Linked DNA regions of Mus musculus: regions 1 and 3 are each linked to region 2. The links are chromatin contacts, called in public Hi-C maps. All regions are on one chromosome and are shown on one strand. The core of a region is the stretch at or near the end of the contact, and the rest is flanking DNA. Distances in the headings are between cores, read along the strand shown. Region 1 has its middle 110 kb from the start of Gm35803. Region 2 overlaps Klf7 (Kruppel-like factor 7 (ubiquitous)). Region 3 has its middle 88 kb from the start of Gm35803.

Region 1 (4,194 bases), core at 1,451-3,950, 350 kb after region 2:
GTTAATGCAGTAAATCTTTTAGAAGTGGCTGGAGTGATTAAGCCTTCCAGTAGAGTTGCCAATATTTTTCAGCAGATACAATTAGTTTTGTTATCTAGAAGATCTCCTGTTTATATTACTCATGTTAGAGCCCATTCAGGCCTACCTGGCCCCATGGCTCTGGGAAATGATTTGGCAGATAAGGCCACTAAAGTGGTGGCTGCTGCCCTATCATCCCCGGTAGAGGCTGCAAGAAATTTTCATAATAATTTTCATGTGACGGCTGAAACATTACGCAGTCGTTTCTCCTTGACAAGAAAAGAAGCCCGTGACATTGTTACTCAATGTCAAAGCTGCTGTGAGTTCTTGCCAGTTCCTCATGTGGGAATTAACCCACGCGGTATTCGACCTCTACAGGTCTGGCAAATGGATGTTACACATGTTTCTTCCTTTGGAAAATTTCAATATCTCCATGTGTCCATTGACACATGTTCTGGCATCATGTTTGCTTCTCCGTTAACCGGAGTAAAAGCCTCACATGTGATTCAACATTGTCTTGAGGCATGGAGTGCTTGGGGGAAACCCAGACTCCTTAAGACTGATAATGGACCAGCTTACACGTCTCAAAAATTTCAGCAGTTCTGCCGTCAGATGGACGTAACCCACCTGACTGGACTTCCGTACAACCCTCAAGGACAGGGTATTGTTGAGCGTGCGCATCGCACCCTCAAAGCCTATCTTATAAAACAGAAGAGGGGAACTTTTGAGGAGACTGTACCCCGAGCACCAAGAGTGTCGGTGTCTTTGGCACTCTTTACACTCAATTTTTTAAATATTGATGCTCATGGCCATACTGCGGCTGAACGTCATTGTTCAGAGCCAGATAGGCCCAATGAGATGGTTAAATGGAAAAATGTCCTTGATAATAAATGGTATGGCCCGGATCCTATCTTGATAAGATCCAGGGGAGCTATCTGTGTTTTCCCACAGAATGAAGACAACCCATTTTGGGTACCGGAAAGACTCACCCGAAAAATCCAGACTGACCAAGGGAATACTAATGTCCCTCGTCTTGGTGATGTCCAGGGCGTCAATAATAAAGAGAGAGCAGCGTTGGGGGATAATGTCGACATTTCCACTCCCAATGACGGTGATGTATAATGCTCAAGTATTCTCCTGCTTTTTTACCACTAACTAGGAACTGGGTTTGGCCTTAATTCAGACAGCCTTGGCTCTGTCTGGACAGGTCCAGATGACTGACACCATTAACACTTTGTCAGCCTCAGTGACTACAGTCATAGATGAACAGGCCTCAGCTAATGTCAAGATACAGAGAGGTCTCATGCTGGTTAATCAACTCATAGATCTTGTCCAGATACAACTAGATGTATTATGACAAATAACTCAGCAGGGATGTGAACAAAAGTTTCCGGGATTGTGTGTTATTTCCATTCAGTATGTTAAATTTACTAGGGCAGCTAATTTGTCAAAAAGTCTTTTTCAGTATATGTTACAGAATTGGATGGCTGAATTTAAACAGATCCTTCGGGAATTGAGACTTCAGGTCAACTCCACGCGCTTGGACCTGTCGCTGACCAAAGGATTACCCAATTGGATCTCCTCAGCATTTTCTTTCTTTAAAAAAATGGGTGGGATTAATATTATTTGGAGATACACTTTGCTGTGGATTAGTGTTGCTTCTTTGATTGGTCTGTAAGCTTAAGGCCTAAACTAAGAGAGACAAGGTGGTTATTGCCCAGGCGCTTGCAGGACTAGAACATGGAGCTTCCCCTGATATATCTATGCTTAGGCAATAGGTCGCTGGCCACTCAGCTCTTATATCTCACGAGGCTAGTCTCATTGCACGAGATAGAGTGAGTGTGCTTCAGCAGCCCGAGAGAGTTGCAAGGCTAAGCACTGCAATGGAAAGGCTCTGCGGCATATATGAGCCTATTCTAGGGAGACATGTCATCTTTCATGAAGGTTCAGTGTCCTAGTTCCCTTCCCCCAGGCAAAACGACACGGGAGCAGGTCAGGGTTGCTCTGGGTAAAAGCCTGTAAGCCTAAGAGCTAATCCTGTACATGGCTCCTTTACCTACACACTGGGGATTTGACCTCTATCTCCACTCTCATTAATATGGGTGGCCTATTTGCTCTTATTAAAAGAAAAAGGGGGAACTGTGGGAAGCCGCCCCCACATTCGCCGTCACAAGATGGCGCTGACATCCTGTGTTCTAAGTTGGTAAACAAATAATTTGCGCATGAGCCAAGGGTATTTACGACTACTTGTACTCTGTTTTTCCCGTGAACGTCAGCTCGGCCATGGGCTGCAGCCAATCAGGGAGTGATGCGTCCTAGGCAATTGTTGTTCTCTTTTAAATAGAAGGGGTTTCGTTTTTCTCTCTCTCTTGCTTCTTACACTCTGGCCCCAAAAAGATGTAAGCAATAAAGCTTTGCCGTAGAAGATTCTGGTTGTTGTGTTCTTCCTGGCCGGTCGTGAGAACGCGACGAATAACAGGATTATATACCCCAAGAACCTGCCCTAGTTACCTACTTCCTTCAGCTATACCCCAGTTCCCATGTTTCTACAACCTCTCAAAAATAACACCTGTGAACTAGGGACTAATGTCTTGAGACCCAGCCTCTAGAAGATAAGATTCAAACTACAACATGGTTGTGGTGCTCATGGGTGCTCATCATCAAGGGAAGAGCCGACGACACATCAAAAAGTATCAAAAAGCAGAACCAAGGCCAGAAGGAACTGGGTGGAGGTTAAGAGGGTGGCAGACTCTAAGAAATCAGAATGTAATGTAGAAGAAGATTGTATTGGGTGTGACTGCTCCAGCTACTGCCCCTAGAACCCATAGCCAGAGGAGCTTCCCACAGGCCTAAAGGTAGGAATAGTGAGCTGTTGGCTATTCTATCCCTATTTACCATATTAATTCTCCCTGGGAGAGAAGGAAATGCAGGCCACTCCTAGAAATTGCAGAAGAGCTCCTCCAAAGTCTACAAAATGCTCTGAAGACTCGGGGAACATTGCAGAAGTGGTAAGGGGGTGTAAGAGCCAGAGGCTCAGGAAATGGTGAGACTGAATTCCCTACCACCTACACCCATAAAATCTCACCAATGTGACTGCCCGAACATGAGCTAAACCAAAGATGCACTGAAAAGCAGGCCAAAATGAATGGAGAAAAGCCCTCAAGGACTCAACCCTACACAGAGAACCACAGGCTACTGAGTAAATCTGTGGAGCAAGAGAGATGGTCCTTCCCATGGAAGAACACACCAAGTGGTTATCCAATGCCAAATGATCTGCCCTAAAACATATATACAAACATTATTATATGGAATCAACAGGTTATATCTAGGAATGTATGTGCATATATGTACAAATATCCAACAACAATGAAAAAAGAGGCTATGAACTTGAAGGAGACTGGAGAGGGGTATATGGGAGGACTTAGAGGCATAAGGGAAGGAATAAACATTGTAATTAAATCACAATCTCAAAAATCAACAGCCACAACAAAAACCACCAACAAACAGAAATCAACTGGAAAATCAATGAGTGCAATTGCTGACACTTGCATTTTGCAAAACATCCAAGACTAAGTATCTGTCAATGTGTATGCAGTTTCACACATTCACACACATAATAAGGGGTGCTGGGGGCTCCTAGATCTGGGTATGGCTTGTGAAGAGTCAGGGATCCAGGAAGTCATGTGCCACACTATACAGGTGAGTAGATGAACAAGAGGCACCACAGGATCAGAAACCCACAGGCATCGCTAGTGACCTCCATAAAAGGCCCCAGTCCCCAATGGTCACTTTTCAGATACACCAACCCCTCCTGCAGCATCTCTAGCAATCCACTTCCGACTGCCTTTTTATGACTTAACAACACAGTTTTTCCTCGAATTTTATGGCATTTCATTAAAGCCGCCAGAAGGTGATACTGCCCCTTTTTCTAGGAGTGAAATAAATTCCAGTTTTATCGCTTCTGGAAATGCCGGAGCAGCTGTCAGGACATTTGATAGATTTTCTCAATTACATCTCTTGTGGAGCATTTTATACTTACATCTGCACCTCAGCCCCACGCGGAACATGCGCAGCTTTGCTCCTCTCTCTTGTGTCTTGTGCATCTTTTTTTGGTTTAATGACCAATTTATTATTTTTCCCTTTTATTTCTCTTTACTCCTTTTTTTTCTGCATTCT
Region 2 (4,485 bases), core at 807-3,306:
CCAACATTGGATGTGTGTGTGTGATATGCAAGTGAGCAATATAAATCCCTTGGAATCAGCTTTCAGGGTAAATATGAGGCCTCTGTTGATCTTGGGTGCTCTAGGTCACAAGCCATGGTGGGTCTAGCCAAAAAGAACCAGTACCCCCTAAAGAAAGCGCCCCCCCACCAACACCCGTAGAGACATCATAAGAGTGACACATTCACCCTTTCCTTAATGGACAACCTTCATTCCCACAATGGCATTTTGAAGTATGCATTTAACAAGTGGGTACCATGATCTCAGAGGGTGAGTGAGGGAAGGGATGGGATGATGTTTTGTGAAGCCTCTAGATTTGGGAGGCATCCGCGGACTCCCCCACTCCTGGAAAGAGTGAGATTTTTGGCTTTTTTGTCAGGTCATAACCCAGAGTTAGATTAAATACGCAGCTGCCCTTTGAGACTAGCGAGATCTATGCTGTAAGTAGTTATAGGGTAGCAAGGACAGTAGAGTAGCCGCTCACTGTGAGCTGAGGTCATCACGCCTTAAGGAGGGATGAGAGAACTCTGATGTCCCATCTGATTGGCTGCTTCGAGAGCTAGACATCCAGGTGCCGAGAGAGTCCTGGAGAGGTTTAGTCCACGGAGAAAAGATAAAACATTTAAGCTTCCAAATAAGCTTTTTTTTTTTTTTCAAGTTTTCATTAGCAAAAAATCAGAGAGATTTAAAAAGAAAAAATCTAGCACTGGCAAGAAGGTGAGGCTCAAGGGGTATACTGTGATTTATCATCAAGGACTTTTATTCTCTTGGCCACTTTGCAGTCATGCTAGAAGTTTTCAGAATCCCTAGTGCATATGATGTGCGAGAGTCAAAAAAAGTAAGAAAAGAAAACTCCTCCCTCGAGAGTAAAGTCTAGAGAGATGCAGGCCAGAAAGGTGTAAGGTGTAAATCCACAGTCTGCTGCCGCTAAGGCCGTTGGTAGCAATTCAAAAGATCTCACTGGTCCTAAGAAGAACCAAAACCAACCGACAGTTCTGTGAGGAAGTCTGACGTACGGAATAGTAGGACTTTTCACACACAAAGGACAAATAACCCAGGAGTTAAGTTTGGCTACCAAACTGCAATTTGGTTTTCTAGGTCAATCTCCCCCAACTATTTAAAAAGAAACATTAGTGCTACACATATGCAACCATAAGATGTTGGATTCTCTTATCACGTTGCACTGAGAAGTTATGTAAGCCTCTTGGACTGCGGCCACCATGGAGACAGACATCCGTTTGCTTTGTTTTCCATTGGCAACATTGGGAAGTGATCCAGTAGCGCTGGGGTCAGCAGCCAGTGCCTTGCCGAGTTCACCTGGCTTCCTTCTTCCTTGTCTTCTATCATCTGGCTAGGGCAAGGCATAAGAAATAGACGTATATACTTTAAATATAGTTGAGTGCATGAGAGTGGATCTGTGTGTGGGTCTGTGTGTGAGAGGGTGTGTGTACGTGTGCGTGTACATGTATGCACACAGAGGTTTGTAAGCGAGAACTTTCTTCTGCGAGGCAGTTCTCCCCGCCTGAAGTCCAGCCCTCTGCCTCACTGCATTTCCTTCGGACATTGGCTGCTGCCATGGCAACTCTGGCCTTTGCGGTGTTTTGTTCTTGTTGTTTTTTTTTTTTTTACTTTTGTTTGTTTTTATTTTGTCTTGTTTTGTTTTGTTTAGATATGTCTCTTCATATGGAGCGCAAGATGGTCAGACCTGGAGAAACACCTAGAACGACAAACAACAAGCATGTCAGAGAGGTCCAGCTACTTTTCTCAGTTTTAAAGAGAGACAGCACTTGTGAGTTATGGAGAGACGAGGAAGTGTGCTGGAGGAGTCAGCTCGGGTCAGACTGCTTTAATTCAGACCCTAGCTCTTCCAGTAGCAGCGTGGCTGATGGGGACACTGTCTCTTACGTTTATTTAAGGATTAGGCAAGAGAAGTATCATAATATCACATCGCACAGAGTAAGATGTCACTACACGGGGACTGTTATGATTATAACTATACTTATCTAAGAAGGAACAAAATGTGGAAGTGCTCTCTAAACACATGACATGCTCATGCACTGTATATACAATAATGAATAACTGGCCTATGTCACCAGTTAGTAGAACACTGATGTTTCAACACCCACTTTGCTGTCTCGGGCTTTACCATGAAAGCCTAGGAGTGTATTGCCTATAATTCCAGGTCCACACAGGCATAATATATTCACACCAAGACAAAGAACAGAGTGGTGTTCACAGATAGCCCCAACACTATCCTGGGGACATCTCCATGATGAGTCAGTCAGTGTGTGTGTGTGCATCTGTCTGTCTGTCTGTCTGATTCAGTATGTGTTAAAGAACTAAGGGGAGGATACATAGGTGGAGAGTCATGGAATAAAGACTGGGGCTGAGGCTCTTGGACTAACACTTGGGGCTTAAGTTCCATAATCGAGCACCTTCCTTGGCAGATGCTATGGTCATCTTCCTTCCTCTTTACTCTGATGGTAGACATATGAGAGTCTCTTGGGTAGAAACCCTTTTATGTTCTCACTAGTATAAAGCTGACCTTCCTTCTAAAGTGAAAGCCATGGCGGCAGTGATTGCTAAGCAACAGTCACATGACACACAGAGGCCAAAGGAAAGGTGGTTCTATAGCTACTGAAATTACTGGAAGAGAGACATGCTCCTTCCACTGGGAATGCTAAATTGCTAGGAGATGAGCTTTGAGCTGCTAGTGTGCCCATACTGCCGCTGGAGAAGGAAGTGAGCAGAGAAAAGAATCTGGATGGTATCTGGGAACTTGGATTTAGCCAACCTTAAAGACAAACTGAATTCCATTTCTAATAGTTATTCGAGCTAATAATCTAAGCTTGTTAATAAGTAGCCGTTTACACTGACATCAGTCTAAGGCAGGTTTCTGCATCTTACCAATAACAGTGTGGGCATTTCCGTGCTCTAACAGTTTGCAATATCAGGGTCTGGCGGAAGTACCTGCTGTGATGCATGTAAAGCAACAGCCATGCATGGTCTGGCTGTGTGCTCTCTCCTTAAGCTAGCCCTTGCCTGGACTATGACAACATTCCTAGGCATCGCTGTAGCTTGAGATAGCTCCACCACTCAAATTCCTTGCTAGGACATTAGCAAGCTACCCATTCAGGCTTGCAGAGTTTCCTGTCCAAAGCAAGGCTTCCCTGTGTTTGCTCATTCTTAAACAAACAAATCACAAATCCACCCTGTTCCCTGACCCCATACTCTCCACACCCTCTGTTTATGCCCATTCCTTAAATAGGTACATGTGTACAACAGTATCCCAGGAGATGATAAGAAAAAAAGACAAGGCTGGGCCAGTGGTGGCGTACGCCTTTAATCCCCGCACTTGGGAGGCAGGGGCAGGCAGATTTCTGAGTTTGAGGCCAGCCTGGTCTACAGAGTGAGTTCCAGGACAGCCAGGACTACACAGAGAAACCCTGTCTCGAAAAACAAAACAAACAACAAGAAAAGAAAAGAAAAGAAAAAAAGAGAGGAGAGGGGAGGAGAGGAGAGGAGAGGAGAGGAGAGGAGAGGAGAGGAGAGGAGAGGAGAGGAGAGGAGAGGAGAGGAGAGGAGAGGAGAGGAAAAAAAAAAGACAAAGACAACAGAAAACTTACAGAACAGGAAACTTACAGCATAACAATCTACTACAAGATCCCCCGAATAACAGTGCCAGTCCCAGCAGCTTATTTTAGGCCCTTAATTTAGAGTGAACTTGTTATCTGGACTGTCCCTATGAAACAACTGAAACAGATTCAAGGTATTATAAAACAGTGATATAGCTAAACAGTCTTCGGGATATTCAGCTTTGAACTTGCACAATTCTGTACTGTCATGGGACTCACTGTCTTGCTCTCTTCCCTTCCCTCCATCCCCCCCCCTTTTTTTTTTTGCCTTTTCTAGCATCTAGAGGCTGCCCACACCATTTCTGGAAACTCCAACCCTCCATCATCAAAGTAGAATCCTTAAAAATGCCAGAGGCGGGTGAAAGAGCCAGAGCAGCTGGTATGGCGGAGGACCGGGAGTCTCCAGCAGTGAACGTGGGCAGCCTCCGGCCCAGCAGTTCTCAACCTGTGGGCTGCAACCCTTTCTCAGGGGTCACCTATAGCCATCAGTATACACAGATTTTACATTAGGATTCATAACTATACCAAAAAAAACTATAAAGTAGGACGAAAATAATTTTACGCTTGGGGGTCATCACAGCGTGAGAAACTGTATTAAAGGGTTGCAGCACTAGGAAGGTTGAGACCCACTACCCTAGATCCCGGAAAAAGGCAATAAATCAACTCCAGACCCTCAAACCTCTAGAACAGACAGGCTACTGACATAGCCTTGGGAGAGGGACTTATGTTGAATTGAAAGTTATTAGACTGTCAAGAGAACGATTTTGTAATGTAAATTAGCACAAGGCGCCTGGTTGCTATGGCAGTGGTCAGGGTGGGGTTAGGATCCGAG
Region 3 (4,390 bases), core at 742-3,241, 330 kb after region 2:
CCCTGAAAAACAAAGTTCTCGAAGTTCTAATCTTATAGTGAGTGCTACACATGCAAGCTGTAGTCTACAGGGGACAGAGATAGACATGGGCCTTATTCATCTCTGTAACTAGATAGCGAAGTTGCTTGTGGAGTCTCACACACTAAAACAGTGGTTTACAACTTTCCTAATACTCCAACCCTTTTTAATACAGTTCCTCACGTTGTAGTGACACCCAACCATAAAATTATTTTGTTGCTACTTTAAACTGTAATGATGCTACTGTTTTGAATTGTAATGTAAATATCTGATATGCAGGACATCTGATACTCAACCACTGTGAATGTGGACTCCAAGAGGGTCACGTCCCACAGGTTGAGAACCCTGCACTCAAGTCTTCCCATACATAGTGACTTTCCAAATAGAATACCAGAGTGGGCGTTCTAATCACAGTGGTGTATTTTATAGCAGTTCTAGAGTTTAACACACCAAGACAGAAGGTGCGGTGCTTAGTTTTTTCTAAGGTCTTATGGCGCACGTAGATGACATCTTCTTGCTGTGTCTTCCATGATCTTTTCTCTGTGTGCTCACATTCATGACCTAATACCTCTTCTCTCAATAAAGGACATCAGACATGTTATATTAAAGTCACCCGTTATGGACTCATTTAACCTTGGTTACCATCCCCCCCCCCCCACGAAAGCCCTGTCCCCAAAACAGCCCATTCTGAGCTAGAGATTATGTCTCTAATGTGTCCACTTTGAAGGCATCATAATTCAGCACCTAACACTGCATTGCACAGATAGGTAATACTCATGGAGTGGTCAAGGAGAGGCCACCATATATACACATAATTGATGACTTAATATAAAGATACAAACTGATTCTGGGTGGGAGGAGAATAAGGGTTGGTGAAAACTCACCCCACCCCCACTCAGCAGCTCACCTTCCTGAGGCTCTGGCAAAGCCTCCCTGCTGCTGCCACTTCTGCCTCACAGGGAAGCAAGGCCTGAAGACCTGAGGGAGACTTCACTGAAGCGCCTGAGAGGTAATCAAAAGGGCAGGCAAAGGAGCAAGAGAAAAAAAAAATACTACTGTACTAACCTGCAAAGTATCGCCACAGCCCACAGTAAACGAGTAGGTGGGCTTTCTTCCTGAGTTTGTTGGTATTATGTGCCCTGGATGCTGCTTGACAGGCGCCTGTGTTGCGCTTCTGTCTCTCCTCATGTGTGTGAATTTAAGCACATTATTAAATCTCTCTAATTCTCACCTTCCTCATCTGTAAAATAGATGGATAGCAACTTTGTTGTGAGAATTGGATATGTTAATTCACTCCAAGTGGCCTGGCATTAATTGAGCATTGAATTAATGTTAATTTCTTTCCCTTTCAGACTTCCTGCTCCATCATAAAACTGCAGACTGGATAGATCACTAAATGACCCTGTCTCTCTGTGTTACAGTATACCTCCACTTATAAAAATTCGCCTACCTCCTTCGTTGTACAAAGGTTTGACATCCATATCTTGTTGAGATTTACAGCTTTGACCTCTAAGATGGTTTGGAATATTAAATAGACAATGCATGGATACTCCCCAGTCTCCAGGCCAAGGAGAGCACCGAGGAGCCCACATGTCTGGGGTTTGGGGGTCAGAGAGGAATTTTCATTTGCTGCTGTGTGGATACTTAGTTCCCACTGCAAGAATTAAATTATTCCCAGAGGTCACAGGCAAGGCAAGTCAGCTGTTTTATTTAAAGACACAAGATACAAGCTAAACCCACAAATGGATGACTGAGAAGAGAAGATGCCGTTGAAGGGACTGAACAATCACTGAAGTTCTTGTCAGAGTAGCAAGACAGGTCCTCACTGCCTGATTAGCTTCCAAGAAGAAATGCAAATGATCTCTCCATTTGTTTTGTAATTTATCTGCCAGCCATCTTGTTCAGTGCTTGCAAGCCTCTGCATTTGACTATTTGGCCAGTGTTAAAGTCCAGGGAGGAAGTGAAAGAAACATCCTTCATACTCCCTTAGCTACTGAGTCTGCCTGCATCCTGGCAGAAACCCACTAGGCCTTTATTTAAACGCATTACCTGTTTGTCAGACAAAGGGAGCCATGGCTGCTCCAGGCCCTGGGTATTGCACTATGTTAAGCAATAATAGGAGAACATTTCTACAATTATCTTTTAGTCTAGATAGACAAAAAGGAGCCAGCAAAGTTTGTGTGTAGCTTCCCTCCAAAGCAATCTCAATGGGAGATGCGGGGAGGCGGAATAAAAAACAGGATATGCTATGCAAAAAAGATTTTTTTCCTAAATGCAAAATAATTCCAGATCTCTGCAACCTGCTGTAGCTGCCTCTCCTGGGCTACCCCTTTCATATTCTGCAATTTTACTTGCTTGATCTAAGCTACATTCTTCTAAGTCAGTTTTGTCCAATGCCAATCACATAAATGCATGCATACAGCCACATCCAACGAGATTGAGAAATCTTTACAGTCAAATAAGATCTGGGCTAGTAGTGCACAGACTTCTGGGGGCAGCGCTCTAGGATTTACTACTTTCCTCTTTCTGAGATGTGCCATTATGACACACATAGGTCATTCTCTGGCAGAGAAAGCCGAGCTCAGCAAGGGCTTCGTCAGATGTCACAGTCATCAATTCTAGCGGCTCTAACCTATCCTAGGGTACCAAAGCAGTGCATCCAGACTTGCAGACGACACACTCATGTGAGTGCACACATAAACACATACTTTAGGATTCTGCTCTGTCAGCCTCCTCAGCCTCAGATCATCTGTGATTGTTTCTCGGGAAGAAAATAAATGACTCCATCTACATTCAGATTTTTCTGTCCCCTGAACAGTTCATGGGAACCAGAGTCTTGAATGTGCCTGTTATCCTAACACTGGGGGAGTAGAGGCAGGGGGCTCACCCCATGTTCAAGGCCACTTTGGGATACATAATGAGCCTTTTGCTTAACCTTCCTCCCTCCCCAGAGAATACAACAATTTCAATTGCTATGTTGTTTTTTGAAATGTCTTCCAAAGGACATCTTCCAGAAAGACATTTTACCTAGCGAGGGAAATGTAGAACAATGGCCAGAAGCAGATGCAGAGACCAAGTGAACAACACTCACCTTTAACCTAAGTTAAAGACAACAATAAGCAAAACTGCACAACAGAATGACTCCCTGTCACGGCCATGTCACCTCTCCATATTAAATGCTAAGAACAAACAGGACAGGCTCAGTCTTGCTCTCACAGAACTTACAAGACAGTGGCTATAATAAGGCTATATATACATATGGAAATATCACCAAACACTACTGGTAAGCACATTAAATATGTTAATAATAAAAAAGGCCATTTTGACCCTCAAGAGACTAGAGGCCTGAGGGAGTTTAGAAGTCAGGTGGGGTAGGGTGCAGAAGAGGCGTGGGATGTGGAACAGTCAGAGGGTGGGTGGGGAGGGGCAGGGAATGGAATATGGAATGTAAAAAATGAATTACAAATAAAATTAAATTAGAAAAATAAAAAGCAGAAGGCCATTTTGAGACAGGTTGATGACGGCTTGTGGAACCATTTGTCATATGGCACTTGTTTAGCCATGATAACAATTTGGGGAGCAAAAAGTCTTTAGAAGTGGAAGGTGAAATGATCAGATTGATTGTTTAAGAGATCCGTTCAGCTAGAGAAGAGAGAATGGATTTGGGGAGCAGTAGTTACTAGCAGGCAGATCTATTTTGAGGCAGTTGAAGTATCCAGCAGAGATACACCATGGTCTGGTTTACTTACCTATCAGTGGAGTAGAAGACAGAGGATTCAGTAGCTAGCTAAGAAACAGAATATGTCCTTCTCTTCCCAAGAGAGAACATGAATGGTACACCCAAGGTGGAGGGGGCAGACATTTTGCCTAATGCTCTTCAAATACAAATCTCATCCATGTTTTTTTTTTTTTTTTTTTTTTTTTTTTTTTTGTTCTCTTAAGAAATTGCCATCTGTCATGTATCTTCAATGAAATCCTTGGTAATTGAAAGAAATCCCAAATGTAGCATTTGTATTGAACCCAGAAATGTCAGACAGTTGTCCTGTATAACACAAACAGCTCCTTTTGAAACCACACACAGGACCTGCACGGACCCTGCCTTGCTGCTGGCACCCATTCATCCTTCCACTCTCTCCAACTGAATGAGTGAGCAAGTAGCAATCAATGCTCACAATAAAAATTTTAGGAGATAATTACAGCGATGGGAATAATGGATATAATAGTCTACTGGGTTTGTAGGAATGCTACTCATCAAACCAAGTTTCCCAATCTGTGTACACTACAGGTACCTCAACTCCTGTAGCAATCTATTAATAGATGATGTCATTATCCAAATAGCTTCTTCAAGTGTCATTTAAGAATTGCAAGTGAT

Evidence for each region. A called contact is a pair of places that touch in the nucleus more often than the background predicts.
Region 1: a contact with region 2 is called in a Hi-C map of bone marrow-derived macrophages, with 3 times the contacts expected there. The contact joins two enhancer-like sites. A contact is called at or near these places in 2 of 484 Hi-C or Micro-C datasets (both in bone marrow-derived macrophages) and 1 of 9 other capture datasets (macrophages).
Region 3: a Hi-C map of bone marrow-derived macrophages shows a contact between it and region 2, with 17 read pairs. The contact joins two enhancer-like sites.

What each region holds. Positions count from the first base shown.
Region 1 is chr1:64,387,696-64,391,889 of GRCm38.p6, forward strand. No RefSeq gene overlaps it. Among named protein-coding and RNA genes, the nearest start is that of Gm35803, 110 kb to the left of the region's middle. Within about 2 kb of position 2,701, at least 3 of the 459 cell types and tissues checked have an H3K27ac peak or open chromatin away from gene starts, as enhancers often do. A contact at or near this core is called in bone marrow-derived macrophages, where this site is marked.
Region 2 is chr1:64,034,030-64,038,514 of GRCm38.p6, forward strand. It overlaps Klf7 (Kruppel-like factor 7 (ubiquitous)), which reads right to left. Exons shown (of 4, transcript NM_033563.2): 4 at 1,634-1,735. The coding sequence ends at 1,684. Among named protein-coding and RNA genes, the nearest start is that of Mir6899, 6.2 kb to the right of the region's middle. Within about 2 kb of position 2,057, at least 30 of the 459 cell types and tissues checked have an H3K27ac peak or open chromatin away from gene starts, as enhancers often do. A contact at or near this core is called in bone marrow-derived macrophages, where this site is marked.
Region 3 is chr1:64,365,205-64,369,594 of GRCm38.p6, forward strand. No RefSeq gene overlaps it. Among named protein-coding and RNA genes, the nearest start is that of Gm35803, 88 kb to the left of the region's middle. Within about 2 kb of position 1,992, at least 3 of the 459 cell types and tissues checked have an H3K27ac peak or open chromatin away from gene starts, as enhancers often do. A contact at or near this core is called in bone marrow-derived macrophages, where this site is marked.